Linked DNA regions of Macaca mulatta: region 1 is linked to region 2. A link is a contact called in public Hi-C data. All regions are on one chromosome and are shown on one strand. Each heading gives the region's core, a stretch centred on a gene start, on an enhancer-like site or on the middle of the called end of the contact. The rest is flanking DNA. Distances are from core to core; before and after follow the strand shown.

Region 1 (3,472 bases), core at 444-2,943, 78 kb after region 2:
GTGTTAATATATACTATAATTATAAAATAATACCACATCATCTGTCATATATGCTTCATTAATGCAGTATCCAGTTATGCCTTTGATTTCTTGTTTGTGTGTCTGTTAGTCCTTATCCTCCAAAACCATGATCACAAGCCACTTTAATGAAGAAACATTTAAAGGTAAAAAACCTAGTTGGCTTATAAGGATGATTCAGGGCACATGCTGAGTCAGTGTTAGAGGATGTGGTGGAGATATTGCCCTTTATTTTTTAGTTTCTTTGCCAAACACAGCCACTTGTCCCACATAGCAGATGTTTGACATTCACTCTTTCTCAGTTAATAATCATATTTACTTATAAAAATGACCCAGGTGTGGTGGCTCGCACCTCTAATCCCAGCACTTTGGGAGGATGAGGCAGGAGGATCCCTTGAGGCCAGGAGTTTGAGACGCCTGGGCAACACAGCAGACTCCATCTCTATGAAACATAAAAATAAAAGTAGCTGGGTGTGGTGATACGAGCCTGTAGTCCCAGCTACTCAGGAGGCTGAGGTGGGAGTATTCCTTCAGTCCAGGAGTTCCAGGCTTCAGTGAGCTATGACTGTGCCACTGCACTCCAGCCTGAGCACAGAGAAAGGCCCTGTCTCTCTCTAAAAACAAAGCAAAAACAAAAACTACCATCTTCCTTTGAGAATGTTTTCAAATATATTTCTCCTAACGAAGAAGGGTGAAGAATATGACAGATATGTAATCTTTTTGAAAAATATTTAAAGGGAAGATGACTTAAGTGATTTTTCCAAACTCCCTTTCCATAATTTTACCCATTAATCAGCTAATATTCAGGGAGTGCTTATGTGTCAGCACAGTTTGAAAGGTATTCTTAGTAGAGTTGGTAAGTGTTACTAACATATATTATATATAAATTCAGTGTTTTGTTTTCCTCCAAACATGATATGATGTGTGATCCAACATCTAGATAAATGCTTTATTTTGGTTGTGCCTTCCCCCACCGTGTTGAACAGTCCCATGACTCAAGGAGCACCTAATGGTAAGAAGCAGGTGGCGTGGTTAGGGACGTGCAATCAACTAGCATCTACTGAGCACCTGCCATGTGCCGCGGACTGTATAATAGCTGATGTTTTGAGTAATTTATTTAGTTTGCTGAAAGTGACAATCAGTTGAAGACAGAAAAGAGTGGGGGAAGTTTTAAAGTTAAGCACAAAATGTACTTTTGTTTTGAATGGGAGAAGAAGGGTGGAGGAAGACGGCCGACAAAACAAGTTGAAGACCTGAGTCCTGACTGGAAGGAGTTCAAAATGTCCACCTGAGAAATGTCTAATTTAACAAGGACAGAGAACCTGCTCCCTGCAGGAGGGTACAAAAGGTGACTTTTCCTCTAAGTCGCTCCGCCTGCCCCGCTGCAAGTCAAAAGGGCGGCCGAATGAGTAAGTGGTACAAGAATGAAAATTCTTTAGGGTAACTTTAGGCGGCCCGGGATGCTGGGACAATTTCAGGCCGGGCACAGCTGACCGCTGCCTTCAGCGCGCGAGCTACAGCCGCCCCCACCTGCCGCGGTCGCAGACCCCGCCCCCGGGAGCGCAGACCAGGCCAATGGGCTGGGCTCCAGGGGGCGGGGCGGGCGGCCGGCGCGGCTGTGGGGGTTGCTGCAGGGGCGGCCGCCGCTGTGGTGGTGGTGGTGGTGGTGGTGTCTGCGGCTGCGGCTGCGGCTGCGGCTTGGCCGGGCGTCCGCGGGCCGTGGGGGATGGGGGCGGCGAGCTCCAGCCCTCGGCGGTGGAGGCGGCCGTAGGTGTGGGGCGGGCGTCCGCGTCCGGGACGCGGGATGGAGCGCCGTGGTGAGTGTGGGGAGGTGGCGCTCACTTCGGCCGCGGCGGTAGTGGCTCCTGGCTGTAGTCCGCGCGGGCGCCGGCGAGTTGCCGTCCAGGGTCCGGCCGGGGCTACGGGCGCGCCCGGCGAGGCAGGCGCGGATGAGCGGGAGGACGCGGGCGGGCGCTGCTGGTACGCCGCGGACCCCGGGTGCGCGCGTTCCGAGTTGGGCAGCCGGCGGGCAGCTGGGGAGAAGCTGGCCGGGTGGACTTTCCTCCCCTTCCAGGACCCCCCGAGCGTGTCTCAGCCCCGCTAGCCACCCGCCCTCATCGCCTCACTGCGGAATTCACGGGCTTCTTTACCCTTCCCCCATTGGTTTCCTTCACGGGGTCTTCAAGTCCGTCTTTCTCACTTGGGATCCTTTTTGGAAGTTTGGTGACGTTTTCTGAAATTTCAGTCTGACATATGTAAAGGCCGAGTAAAACAACAGACATTTCATGTTCCATATTTACTTTTTCTTATCGCACTTCACCTCACCTAGGCCCTGGCTATTAGGGGAGGGAGATCTAAGGTTGTAAAACACCGTTTTGCGCATTCTCACTGTGTGCCCCTTCTGGAGCGTCTCTGTCGTTCCCTCCCACCCTACTCCTCCCGTTCTCGCTCCCCGCTCATTACTGCCCTTCCACCTTTTCCCAGCCATGGCTCTAGGGCAAGTCGTGTGCTCTGCAAAATCGGAAGGGACAAGCTGGGAGATTGCAGCTACCACCTGGAGAGCGGATCCCGGTGCGTTTGTTTCCCTAGGTGTCCCAGGACCGGGTCTGTGATAGAAACTTGGTGTTCCGGGGGAAGGTCTTCCCTTGGTTTAAACAGAGCAGTCAAGGACGTTCCTCCCTTGTCTTTCAGCCCCTCTGATAGGTCCAGAGTTTATTTCACCTTTTCACCACCACCACCCCTCTTTAAAGAGCGAGGGTGGCGTTCCATATTGTGTTTTTTGGATCTTTGACATTCTCTATTTTCTAAAGATGGATCTTTTTTGGGCAAGGGGTGGAGGGGTTAGGGGGGAGGGGAATGTTAGGAGGTGTTTTATGAAAGTTCCAAGTAGCTTTTTGTTCTACATTTACCTTTTTCTTTATTATTCTTTGGGAATTAGCTTCACTTCCTCCTCATTCAGTTTGGGAGAGGAGATTCCTTTTTCAAGAAAAATACTTCAAAATTAGATATGAAAGTGAATATTCAGAATGAGTGAATCACGACAAAATTATGGGAGTCTTGGAGATTAGGTCCCTTTCTGTAGTGATTTCTTTACACAGTTTGCCAGACATGCCATTTCAAAATGCCTCCTTGTTACAGGAACTGTGTAAGTGAGCAACCCTGATGCTTAAGCTTCATGAGCTGTACGGTATATACAGTTCTTGTCTCATGATTCTGAGAAGAGTTTAAGAGTGAACTTGAAGAAAATAGAATAGGCCTGAGTAGAAAATGTTTCAGTCCCCCCAAAAATAGAACTTTGGCTGAGATGTGGAAAAGCGCTGCTCAAGAATGCATAGTGGTTGGTCATTACTGCTCCCCTCACCTCCTTAAAATAGAATATCCACCTCAGTTGTAAGCACCTTCACTTCCTCGCCTTTTAAGACTCTTGACCTAGGAACATGAGCTTTTATATTTT
Region 2 (3,370 bases), core at 353-2,852:
GATGGAACCCGGAGAAGCCAGCATTCTTAAGTCACTTCTCCCTTCCCTCTCGCCCCGCCCCCGCCAGTTCATCTCTTTTGTTGCCGGCTAGCTTCCTCTGATTGTAATTCATTCTGTATTCCTTCCTGCCCCTCTGTCTTGGCTAATTGTTCTTTCCCACACTACGGGCTTTTAATTTCCTCAAGTTATCGCCTTATCACCGGAGTTTACACTTCCTCAGCTCTTTGGGGCCTGTCTGCCGCTCACTACTGACTGGCCCCACCGCTCAGTTTCCACTGTACCTTAGTTTGCCGATCGCTGAAGTGGGACTGTTATTTCTCCCACTTCTCCCAAGGCGGCTGGATCAGAGTCCAGTCATTTTAGGACGGTTTTGCCAGTTAAGAACTATGTCTGAGCTCTGTGGTGATTTTCATGGACTTTCCAATGAGTTCCACTAGCAAAGCTGGAAGCTCCAACGATATGCCATCATTCTCTTCCCCAGATCACTACATTCCCCCAAACAGCCTTTTGGTTCTGTTTACCCTCATTTTTAACTTTGAAAGGAAATCTAGCAATAAAAATTCTATTTTGCTCTGAGTGGTACATTCACTGACAAGCAATTTTCTCCATGCTTTAAAAATTGGAGTGACATTTTGAGCAAACTCACTGTCTCAGAAAATGTCTTCACGACATGGTGCTGACTTAGGAATCCCATCAAATGCACAGACTCATCAATTTTCTTTACATTAGTTTCAGAGGAGAATCTTAATTTTCTAAAACTACAATCCATGACTTCTAAAAATCTCTTGTCATTATCACATTGTGAGGTGAGGGAATTCGATATTAAATATATACCACTTTGCATTAATTCCAGGGTGTAAAGAGTTAAAGGGAACACACAAACCCAGGGTTACTGTTTTGTTTCATTTTGCTCTTACAGGATGGATCCTTCCTTTTCCTCTTAGTGCCTGGGGCTGGGGAATGAAGTGTCCTCTGCCTGAGGAGGTGGAGTGGAGGCCTTGGTTTTAAGACCAGGGTTCTGATTACACCTGACAGGGCCGAAACTTGATGCCCGCAGAGCTTACGGGTATCTTATCTTCTTCCACCAGCCAGGATCACAGCAGGAATGTAACAGAAGTTGTCACCGATTCAGTTTGTATACGCTTAGTATGTAAACAAAAAAGCAAAAACAAAATTCTTTTTTGTTCTCCTCGAAATTAGCTCCAGGGTGAGTTCTTTCCATCTGTTAAAAAATATTGGTCAACCCCGAGAGTTTTGTTCTCAAGGCTAAATCTTAATGCTCCTGCAGAGAGTCTCATAGTTGAAGAATAATCACATTTAATAAAAAGTCTGCCTCAGAGAAAGATTCACAGGACCTGAGCCATGGCAGTGATTTTGTGGTATTTGGATTCGTGTCTATAAAAATATTTGTACACCAGATGGTGGATTGTTCAACGCATTCATCCCAAACCAAAAGATTTTTTTTTTTTAAACTCACACACACCAAACACTGTGGAGGTTGTGGGGGGTCATTAATTTTTGTCCCAGTCATGCTGCATGAGTAATGGTAAAGGCAACAGCTAAAACAATAAGATTACTGTGTTGAATTCTTAATGCATTGTCAGGTATAAAGACTTCAAGTAGTGCTAAAAATATTTTCTCCCTCTGAACAACACATACCTTACATACAACTCACTTTGACAGTTTACCAAGTGTACATATTTTCTAAAGCAAAATCATCCTGCTGATGGAGGAGGCTATATGGGGTGACCTACACAAGACTGGATTGGGAAGCATCCAAATCAAACATGAAGCCAACAGCCTAGGGCCCCAGTGATTCATCCAACATGACTTTTTCTCTGCAGGTTGATTTCATTTTTAACAGTCAATTCTCAACTAACTACTCTAATGGGTGGGGAGGTATACATGACAAAATCAAAACAGGATAACAGAAAACTAACTATGCAGTGTCTAATGTTGGTGGGAGGGTTGTCATCTATGCCCCACACCATGGCCACTCCATGGATCTTGGGTGTTCATTTGTTGTTATGTTACAGCAAACGTGGACTATTTCCTGAAGGAAATCTGGTCCCTCCCCGTGGGTACACTGTAGTCTGCCTCCTTGAGGACGTAGGTCTATACAAGTACCTGGCTGGTTAGGAACCTTCACTTTCACAAGTGGATGCCAAGTTCTTAGGTGGAGATCCGCATCTAATCAGAAGTATAGAGTTTCAGCTGTTGGGTACCTGCCAGACAATTTATCCTTGACTTCTCTGCTGCTTAATTCATATGGAAGTTTGATTGGAGAAAACAACATTTAGGGAGAGATGCAGGCCATCTTTTCTTTTCTTTTCTTTTTTCTTTTCTTTTCTTTTCCTTCCTTCCTTCTTTCTTTTCTTCTTTCTCCCTTCCCTTCCCTTCCTTTTCCTTTCCTTTTTCTTTTCTTTCTTTCTTTTTTTTTTTTTTTTTGAGATGGAATCTCGTTCTGTCTCCCAGGCTAGAGTGCAGTGGCGGTGATCACAGCTCACTGCAGCCTTGACCTCTTGGGTTCAAGCAATCCTCCCGCCTCAGCCTCCTGAGTAGTTGAGACTGCAGGCATAAGCCACCACGCCCAGCTAATTTTTACGTTTTTTATAGAGAGAGGGTCTCCCTATGTTGCCCAGGCTGGTTTTAAATTCCCAAGTTCAAGCAAGCCTCCCACCTTGGCCTCCCAAAGTGCTAGCATTACAAATGTAAGCCACCACACTTGGTCTTCTTTTAGGTAGTTTAGATATTTTAAACTTTATCTGTGGATCAAGTCAGATAATAAAAGAACTTCATTTCTGAACTGCATTATGTCATTACCTCGGATAACTGAATTTTAAAGGACTTCACTTTGTCGTTAGGCCCTAAGTTGAAGGCTCCTTCAGTGATACCATAAGAAACGGCTATTGGAAACTCATCTGCTTTAAGTGTCATTCATGACATCAGTGTCCCTTTTGAGGCCATATGTAAGAAACATCTTTCAGGTCTTAAGGCTCCTGAGCCCCTGATATGTATGCTATAAAACATCATGAATTCTGTAACTGGTCTGTTTTCTTCATTGCTCAGAGCCAAATTTGTGATCCCCCTCCAGAAACTACCTGAGTCTTTATGGTTGGAATTTCCCTGTCTTGAGTGGTTTTATTTCTTGTTTCACTTTACTGCGCTGCTTGCATTTTTCTCTTTGCTCTAATTATTTTCTTTTGTTTCAATCGTATTGCATGATTTTTATGTTACCTAAAATGCATGTCAAATGAGGTGGCAATTTGAAATCGTTAAATCATCCTTATGGCATTTCCTGAGCAAATAGCAATAAAAATATACCTTTGGAGTGTCAGGGAGGAAAAATTTCTCACCCATCTCTGGGTTC

What was found. A called contact is a pair of places that touch in the nucleus more often than the background predicts.
Region 1: a Hi-C map of fibroblasts shows a contact between it and region 2, with 2.8 times the contacts expected there. The contact joins the promoter of ARHGAP29 here to the enhancer-like site in region 2. A contact is called at or near these places in 4 of 14 Hi-C or Micro-C datasets (blood, cortical neurons, fibroblasts and 1 more).

What each region holds. Positions count from the first base shown.
Region 1 is chr1:146,053,078-146,056,549 of T2T-MMU8v2.0, forward strand. It overlaps ARHGAP29 (Rho GTPase activating protein 29), which reads left to right and starts at 1,694. Exons shown (of 24, transcript XM_077952829.1): 1 at 1,694-1,835.
Region 2 is chr1:145,974,734-145,978,103 of T2T-MMU8v2.0, forward strand. No RefSeq gene overlaps it. Among named protein-coding and RNA genes, the nearest start is that of ARHGAP29, 78 kb to the right of the region's middle. Within about 2 kb of position 1,603, at least 3 of the 40 cell types and tissues checked have an H3K27ac peak or open chromatin away from gene starts, as enhancers often do.